Regions from separate parts of the Bombyx mori genome. Here region 2 is linked to region 1. The links are chromatin contacts, called in public Hi-C maps. All regions are on one chromosome and are shown on one strand. Each heading gives the region's core, a stretch centred on a gene start, on an enhancer-like site or on the middle of the called end of the contact. The rest is flanking DNA. Distances are from core to core; before and after follow the strand shown. Region 1 overlaps LOC101747032 (regulator of G-protein signaling loco). Region 2 holds the start of LOC101747032 (regulator of G-protein signaling loco).

Evidence for each region. Hi-C and Micro-C count contacts between places; a contact is called where the count stands out from the background.
Region 2: a Hi-C map of middle silk gland shows a contact between it and region 1, with 2.2 times the contacts expected there. The contact joins the promoter of LOC101747032 here to the enhancer-like site in region 1. A contact is called at or near these places in 3 of 7 Hi-C or Micro-C datasets (middle silk gland, midgut and whole pupa).

What each region holds. Positions count from the first base shown.
Region 1 is chr7:12,409,791-12,414,545 of ASM3026992v2, reverse strand. LOC101747032 (regulator of G-protein signaling loco) reads left to right here. Exons shown (of 13, transcript XM_038012214.2): 10 at 66-323; 11 at 870-971; 12 at 1,999-2,086; 13 at 2,689-4,542. The coding sequence ends at 2,819. Among protein-coding and RNA genes, the nearest start is that of LOC101743395, 7.4 kb to the right of the region's middle. Within about 2 kb of position 2,080, at least 4 of the 8 cell types and tissues checked have open chromatin away from gene starts, as enhancers often do.
Region 2 is chr7:12,515,568-12,520,322 of ASM3026992v2, reverse strand. It overlaps LOC101747032 (regulator of G-protein signaling loco), which reads left to right and starts at 2,338. Exons shown (of 13, transcript XM_038012214.2): 1 at 2,338-2,959; 2 at 4,574-4,755. The coding sequence starts at 2,557. LOC101735377 (nucleolar complex protein 3 homolog) reads right to left here and starts at 1,216. Exons shown (of 13, transcript XM_038012071.2): 1 at 1,052-1,216; 2 at 689-972. The coding sequence starts at 1,057.

The DNA.
Region 1 (4,755 bases), core at 831-3,330:
GTTCCCGTCACGCATGACTCCTGAAGCCCAGCTCGTGCATTGATTGCATCGGCCCTCGTCGACAGGACGCGGTGCGGCCCGTGGACCGCTCGGCGCCGTCCGTGTGCGTGGGCGGCGCGGCGGCGCGCGTGGAGCGGCGGTGCTGCGTGTGGGTGCGCGCGGGGGGGCGCACGCTCGCGCTGCGCTGCCCGCCCTCCCGCACCCTGGCGCACGCCCTGCCGCCCCTGCTGCGCCGCGCCCTGCCCCGCGCGCCCCCCGCCCCCGCCCCCGCCGCCGCCGTGCTGCTGGACGGCCGCCCCGTGCACCCCGACACGCTCATGCAGGTAACACTAGTGGGCGGCATGTCAGCCCCAAGAGTTTTTTTATTGCTCACCATCGATGAACTGGTTCAATACTTGAAAATACTCCTACCCGCACACGTGTTTGAAGTCTCCATTTTTACATTTTTTTAAGGGATTTTATGACCTGGTAACTAAGACCTTTAAGTCATGTCTTATTGTCATTATTATAATATTCTTATTTTTATGAAAAATGATAGTGAAATGAAGATGATTAATTTGATTAACTGGGATGAAATGAGATAATATGGGATTAAATATCAGTAAAATGGTGGTAATTTACTGAGACTTTTTAGTGGACTTTTTGGAGGATCCCAAGAAGTTACGTTCAGCGGCTTTGTTTCATTTTTCCACATTTATGCACTTTCACAGATATTAAACAGTTAATAAACCGCCGTTATTACACATTTAAACTGAAGAAACACTAAATAGACAAAATAAAACAAATCACACAACTTCACTCCTCGTGTTCCCGCCAAAAAGTCTCAATTTTTACAGTACATCATCAATATAAGCAATACCTGTCCACAGGATCTGGACGGAGCTCGCCTGCAGATCGTGGAGGTGGAGGAGGCAGGCGTGGAGGAGGAGCAGGGCGGCCCGGCGCCGCGCCTGCAGGACGACGACACCCAGGTGCGGGCAGGGTGCCACCCCCTCTTAAACCATAGGTTTTTCGCGAACACTCACTATAGTAGGATTATTTTGTCCGTGCAGCTTGGGTCATAAAACATAGCCCGGTTAGGGCGGGGAGCATGTTGCGCGGGCGCAACGCCATTATCGATAAAAACAAATGGGTCGTCGAAGGCAGGTACACGGCGGCGGGGCGGTATACTTAGGGTGGTGAGACATTGTTATATTATGAGTAATTTGTAATTACCTGCAAATTATAGTGCATATGTCGAAGAGAAATCTGTTTTTATGCATTCGCTCTCTGAACTTCTTTAGTGACACTATGGCTACTCCTTTGTTTTGTACCAAAACGGCAGAATTTATTCAAATATTTTGCTTGTTGGCAAAAATATATCAGCACAAGCACGTGTTATTATCAACAATGTGTTAAAATTTTTCACTGAAATGAGAATAGATCCCGAAAAGTTACAAAGTGTTAATTTCTGCCGTTCTCGTTAACTTGCTGCGGTGATGTGTGGTGTAAGTGTTCGATTTTTTCTTTCATTTTTATCCCACAAAATGACAAAACTAAATACACTATCGATAATGCTTATCGACAACAATAATGCGCATCACTATGCCCGTCCATAAGGGCCGTGAGTGGAAGAGAGAGCGAAATAATCGCTTTACCGCTCCGATTTTTTACGACCCAAACTGCACGGACAAAATAATTCTACTATAGGGGCGGAATCGATACGCGAAACTATATTCGCCGGGATTAACCAGGTTAATTTCAAACGATTTGAATGCGGGCTTCCCGGCACTTTTCAAGACAAGTTAGTTCTTGTCTAAAAGCACGAAACTACAGCAACATAAATAAATTAAGTAACTACAGCAGAAAGAACCCACGTCAGATGGTGGTATCTACCCACGCGACCGACACGACCTTACCGGTGGTGGAGCGCCTTGTGAGGCGATTTGGATCCCAAAGTAACTGATACCAAGTCGATATTCTGACAGAGTCGTTGAGTGAGTGTGTTGTTGTCGACAGAGCACCGACGCCTGCAGCGGCCGGGAGGGCGGAGGCCGGGTGCGCGCGGCGCTGCGCCCCGGGGCCGCACTGCACCACCACCCGCCAGGTACTAGCAACACTGCTCTTACTCGTCTATCCCGCGCTCACCTAATGATAAGTATACACCGGATCCAATGGACAATAATAAAAGAAGTCACTTATCTTCAGACAAGATCAAAGCCTCAAAATGATTGCGGAACCGCTACTCCACTGGTCCATTCAGAATAGTAAGACTACCCGCGTGGCACATCTCCATTGTTGAGATGTTCCAGCGAGCAAAGCGGTCTGTCCAAATATGGTCCTTGGGCGCTTGTAATAACGTACACATCACCTTGGGATCAGTGGAAAACAAATAGTATAAGTTCAAATTTCGTGACGCCTCAATGTAAAGTGAAGTCTACTCGGGTCGTTGACTTGTCAGCTGGCAGACAGTTGTAGTACATTGCGTGCTGCTAAAAAAACCTCAGTAAATATTTTCGATCGTGATAGTAACATTGTCGTGTCGGTCCCAGTCACAACTAGTCTTTATTTTCGTACATCGAAAGTTCTGGAAATAATCACTGATGCTGTTAAGACTTGAATTATCATAATTCATGACCATTTATAAAAATTACAGAAATAAATGTCAATCGTCTAACCGACGACATTAAAAGTGTTATTACATTTCAGATTTCTTGGAAAACCTCAGAGAGACGCAGCGGCAGAGGTTACAAAGCAAGCCGGATGATCCCCCCCTGGCCCCCCGCAGCCCCCCACCCCTGCCCCCCAAGCCTGCTCACAGAGCCCCCACCCTCGTCTGAACGGACACCGCTCGACTCTTGGATTCTATTACGCACGGGCGACCCGCCACCGGCTGGAGCCAGGGTCGACCGCCCGCTGTGATGCTAGTCACGGAGGACACCCCGGGGAGCACTCGAGTTACTCCCAACCTCCGCTAGTCCCACACGCGTTCCTCTAATGGAGGACAAGTTGTCGGCATGCGTCCCCGCGTGACCGACCGGACAGTATCGTCACTCGTGACCAGAGGACATCGCACCGCCGCAGCCACAGAAAGGCGCCTCACAAAGATTCATTAACTATTCAATATTTGACAGTTCAATAATAGTCTCGTCGCAAATGTGAATATTGTTACGCGCTGGGTTTCGGGATAAATAAAATATCTACCGAAGTACAAGTTAACGCTGTGTGTCAAATCAAACTACCTACTCAAATGAAATTATTTGTTTAATATTACTGTATTTATTTAATGATAAAAGAATAGTCGGTATTCCGACGCTTCGCACTATATACGTATTAATAAAGAGTCGATATATCGACGATTCGCGATTTAAGGGTTAAAATACCTTAAATAACGAAGTTCATTGCTCGCGGTGGATACGGCAGTTGTAAACGAAAAGTAACATTAGTTTATCAAATCTTTTAATGTTCGTGGTTTTTGTGAACCGTATCTATTCAATTAGACTTCTTGAAAATTTTACAGGAAACAATTTTAACTGGTTATGACTTATCCTGTTTGTTATGTAAATAATTGAGCTTCGTATTCTCAGTTTCCTATGTGTACATTACTACGGTACATAATGTGTTTATAATTGTGATTTTTAAAGTTTATATTAATTTAATAAAATTAGTCAAAATATTGTGAGTCAGGCGCCTTCCATAGAGATAAGACTGCACTAATGATATAAGCGCGGAACTAATACATACTTTACGAATGTAAATTTATAAAAAAGTACACGTCTAGTTGTAATATTAATTATTTGTTAATCAATCGTCACATTTGGTGTTTGAATACTAACCAAAAATGAAATATACTTCATTGTCATGATTAGATCTTATTTTGCAAATTAACACTAATCATACCAACACTTCAAGTACTTATTTCTACCACAGCGGATAGATAATGGGTATACGACAAGTATAACTCAAAATAAACTAAATAAAACAAAACAAAAAAGTATATAAGTAAAAGTAGTATATAAGTAAAAGTATAAGTATATAAGTAAAAAAAAGTCAAGATGTCAAATGTGCGAAAGCATTTTCAATACAAAAGTTCAAATTTGGGTCATTTGACTCGTTATGGTATGTTTAGTGTTAATTAATTCCAGGCCTTAGTGTATACAGGGTGGGATGTTTTGTTGTGTTTACTTATGTAAGCGTCAGTGGCCGAATGAGTGCGCCGCCCGCACTGCGTCTTACGCTTCGAACATTGATGATAGTTGTATGATAGTTATTTAAGTTAGATACGCGTTAAGCTCATAGTAATTAACCGCTAGTGATGTATTCACACCTGAATAAGTCCTGAAGTTGTTCACTCGTTGAGTGGATCATTAAATATTGGGTACTGTGTATCTGTGCAATTCGTCTTATATTAACTATATATGTATTTAAAATTTATAATATTACTTTCTAACCTCTAAATTGTCGTAAGACATAACACGTCCATTTTAATTTATTTGTACAAATTTGTGAAATGTGAGAATGTAACATAAAAATATTGAAATTAAAATATTGATTACACTCGAATTTTTTTGTTTTATTTCGTTACGTTTTTTTTGTTTATTTACGGCGATGATCGATGTTAGTGGCGGCGGTTCGCTGCCACTGTGGAGTTTATGGTCAGAAGCAGATTGAAGATTAACTTCAAACTAACTCAGTTTACAAAGTTGGGTCATGATCTTGTTATTTTACTTTAGCTCAGCCTGCGGACGACCACATGAGCTTAGAGCGCCCTCTGGG
Region 2 (4,755 bases), core at 1,089-3,588, 110 kb before region 1:
AAGAAACATGAATATGTCCTTTCATTTGTCTTAAAGAAAAACCGATTCCATCAAAACAAAAATGGTCATTTCGAAACACCATCAGTGGTTCAACAAAATGGTTTGCCATTATGTGTGAGTTGCAAGCCACATTGTGGTTGTCATTTCTGGGAATTTCAAAATGCCCTTCTACTTATCTAAGATTTTAGGGGTTGAGCTAACCATTTTTTTTTTATTGCCGTATAGGCAGACGAGCATACGGCCCACCTGATGGTGAGTGGTTACCGTCGCTCATGGACGTCAGCAATGCCAGGGGCAGAGCCAAGCCGCTGCCTTTCCCGAAACTTCAAGACGTAGGATATTTTATATCGTAAAGGACATGCTACTACTCATCTCCAAGCACAGTTTTCATAAATTCTAGGACAGCATTTCGAGAAAATAAACCCAAGACATCTAGTTCTGGAACTAGGGAACCAGTGATAAGATATTACTGCCAAGGATACGTGAGATAATACCTTGAGGAATGGAAATCACATTCATGTCAATTCTGATCCATAGTTAGACATACCAATTTTATTCAGGGCTGTCAACTATTATTTTTAAAACTTAACTGAATCATTCGAGGGTCATTAGCCCAACATGAAAAGTAAGCACTAAGTGTAAGTTGATTTTAATATGGAATCTTGCAAATATAAAAAAAAGCACACACTTGGTTTTTTGTTCTTCCGTATCTGGAATGTTAGACAAAAGCTGTGGCTGTTTGGAAAGCCTGTTCAAGATGTACTGCTGCTCGCCCTCGTCGAGCATATCAGCCCACTCCTCGCTAGACGACTCACTCTCGCTGCTGTAATCCGCTTGAGGTTTAGATTGGGGATGGTTCTGTTTTTGCACCTTTGTTCTATGCCTTTGGAGCTTGAGTTGACCTTGTTTTCTCATCTTGTTAGTGGTGTGATTGTTTCTCTTGACTTTACTTATTTTGATTTTACCTTTTTTCTGTAAGTCCAATTTTCGAATTTGGTTAGAACATATTTGAGTCCATAAAGCGATTTATATCGTAACTCATACTACTTACAGCCATTTTTTAAACTTTTGATGAGCGTTTTTGAATCCAATAAATAATAAGTAATGAATTTTAATAAATTCTGATTTAATTTAATCGACTCTTTAAGAATTCCAAATAAACAATGGTACCGTAGTGGCGCAGCGTGTTCTTGATTTTGCCGAAATTGACAGTAGTTCTATTTTTATAACTAAAAAGGCAAAGGTATCATACTATACAGCCTAACCTTTTATATTCCTTTTTGAAGTGGATTAATTTAAAACATTAATCAATTGGCATGAAACTAAGTGAAATGAAGTGAGATGAGATGATATAGGATGAAATATAATCTCAGTAAAATGCTGGTTACTTACTGAGACTTTTTGGAAGGTTTCGAAAAGCTACGTCCAGCGGCTTTGTTTTATTTTTCCACATTTGTGCACTTTCACAATACTAAACAATTAATAAACCATCGTTATTAAACATTTAAGCTTTACGGTTACAGTAAAAGTACAAGTACACTGTTTCTGTTTTTAAATAGAAGGTCAAACAATTTTATCTCTCATCAACCGAATGGTCATTGTTCTATACTCTTCGTATTTATTGTTACTTATAATATTTTGTATTCAAGTTTAACAATATTTGCTATGTGTATGTGCATTACTATAATTCTCATGTTGTATTTGTTATTTTAGCTGTTCTACACACACTCATCACTTTTAATTATTATTCTCATAATCCTCTCGCAGGTCTGCAAGAGATTTTTTAAAGAAATAAGCAGTGCCTTTGTACATAATTTTCTTATTACTCTGTACTATGACTTCTTTTTTGTGTGTACATAATTAAATAAATAAATAAAATTATTAATTTCCGAACGATTACCTCTATAGGTAGGTGTTGGAAAAAGATACCACCAACACAATAAGTAGGTAATGTTTTTGGGTATGAGAAAATGGTAGACAATTTTAATGACAGCATCCTATATCGATGATACTGGTCAGAATATTTGACCAAATTAAGGAACATTGTACTGCTATCGATCCTTGATACGTATACCGTACAATGTACATATTATTAATTTAATTGCACGTCTTGAAACCATGTTGAACGACTCTGTTCCACAGATAGAATTATATATACACGATATGGGTCAAGCTGACTCAAGCTGATATAAGTATATCAAAAACAATATTTTACTTTATTTTACGAAGCCATTCAGTGCTAAAACAAAAAATGTACTTATGTTCAAGAAATTTTAAATTAAAGAAGTGAATGCAGGTGCATAGCTTATGGATTAAAATGAGACAATGCAGTTTATGAACGAGGACAAAACTTTCTAAATGTCAGTTGACAGTTTGAAACTTATAAAATCTAGTTTTACAACTTTTTAAATATTCGATAGAATTCTAAACTGTAATGTAAATAGAAAATTATTCATATAAAGTGCTTGCATTTCAATCATACTTTTGTTTTTAATTCATGAAAACAAGAAACACGAGTTCTAATCATCCGAAATTGGAATTCAGTCCGTGGTCGTGATGGTTCCTCAACAACAGAGGAGAAGACGACGTCGAGCGGCTTTAGTTCGAACGGCGGAGCGCAAACTAGTAGTGGCTCGAGGACCCGGCGGATTTGGATTTACGATTGCTGGACAGAGGCCATGTGTAGTGTCTGCGGTAGCAGCGGGTGGCCCAGCTGAGCGAGCTGGTTTGCGGGCCGGAGACGCATTGCTAACTGTGGACGGCGCCAGTGTGGCACGCGCTCCTCACGCATCCGTGGCCCGTATGGTTGCTTCTGCCCCTGCTGCTATTTCACTAAGTGTGTCTCCTCGTGAGGCACCGCCTACTGATACTGAGGATACAGAGCCTGACGAACGAGCTAGAACTAGAAGGAGACACCCACCTCCACGACGCAGGCCTCAGCCAGTGATGCATCTGCCAGGTATAGATCAAATTAAGAGATTTAAAATTAATCAAAATAATGCTTAGTGTCATTTCATATGAATGAATGTATGTGGAGGTTACAAGAAATTTAATTTTTCTGTTAATTGTATTTCCTCTATTTTGCCTAGATTTCCTATATTTATGTTCAGTGATTATGGGTGTGTAGTGTAAGGTGCTATAAGCCCACTACTAGATACACCGGCTTGTAATGTACTGAAAGTTATGCTTTAATGTAAAAGAATAAACTTCAAATCGATTGTGACCTAAAACACTGATTCACAAACTTTTTTATCCTGGCACCTTTATTTCAATCTTAACACTTGGCTTATATTAACTTTAAAACGAACATTATAAGGAGCACTATCTATCAATTTAGTATTACTTATATGTATTTATTTTAAGTATTTCATTATATATTATGTACGTGTATGTATATGTTTACGTTATTTATGTGTGTATGTGTATATATGTAGTCTAATATATTATGTATTAGTGTTTTATTTTTTTTATTTTCATTATTGTTCTTGTTTAGATTGTAAATTGATTAGATTGTATTCTTCTACCCACTCATTCAAAGCATTCCTTCGTTAAGAACGGTTAGCTGGTAGAAAACTCAATTGTTGTTAAGCTCGCCATTTTTTATATCTTACGCAATTACTTACTGTAATATTAACTGTGTGTACAATAAAGAATAAAGAGAGATATAATGTTAATGATATAATTTTTGATGTAAAAAAATGACACGTACTATAAAAAGTATGTTTATTAAGGGATTAATTACAATATGCTATAATAAGAATACTTTTTATGAGAAAAATGTACACTTCTATTAATTAAACAGTAAACAAAATTGCAGCACCTAAGAGAACCAGTGACCTAAAAAATAAAAGTCCGGTGTAATTGTTTTAAGCTGTATATCTATGCTGGTGTTCAAATCCCGAAGGCAGGCAGGTTTTAAAATAAAATGCATACTTATGATTTTCTATATGAAAAAATTAATGGACTTAATGAATAAATTTCAGTCAAATCAGTTTTGTGTAGTAAGTATTGAGTTAAAGTGGTCTGTAAAATTTTCCACTCGACAATTTTGATCTTGGAGATGCAACATATTCAGCAAAGCTGAAGTCTGAAGAAGATAATAAAGTCATTAATTGATACAAATAACTTATGAGAACACAGAGACATAAAATTTATCAAATTCAACTATTTGTTATCATTTGGAGCTCGACATATGGGCTCCTTAAATTCCTATGAAAAAAAATAATGTACTTGTCTTGAAGTCTGAGATATGCTTCTCAGACACCAAGAGAATCATTCACTTTTTAAGTTTGTCATCACTGGGGATGAGAAATGAAGTGTCTATAACAATGTTAAATACAAAAAACTCTGGAGTAGAAAAGCTGAATCTGGCTAAAGCACTTTAAATATTCATTAAAAGAGCTCATGCAGTCTATTTGATGGGATTTTCAGTTTATTTTTATCTTCTATTGAGCAGCACCACAATCAATCACATATATTATAATTATATGCAAAAAACAATAATTGAACTGTTATATAGAGTCTCATAATATCATTATAATTTACATTGTTTAAATTTGAGGTCACATTTTAGGATGTCAAGGAGCATCAAGCGGTATCGGCATAAATGAGCTGCTGCAGAGCTTAAGCGGAGGAGCCTTGCGTCCCCGGCTCGAGTGTCGCGCCGCCGTCGGGTACCTCGGTACTATCGAGAGTCCCGGCGCGGGCTCCGACGCCGCCCCCAGCCACGTGCGCGCTGCCGTCAAGCGTCTGCGA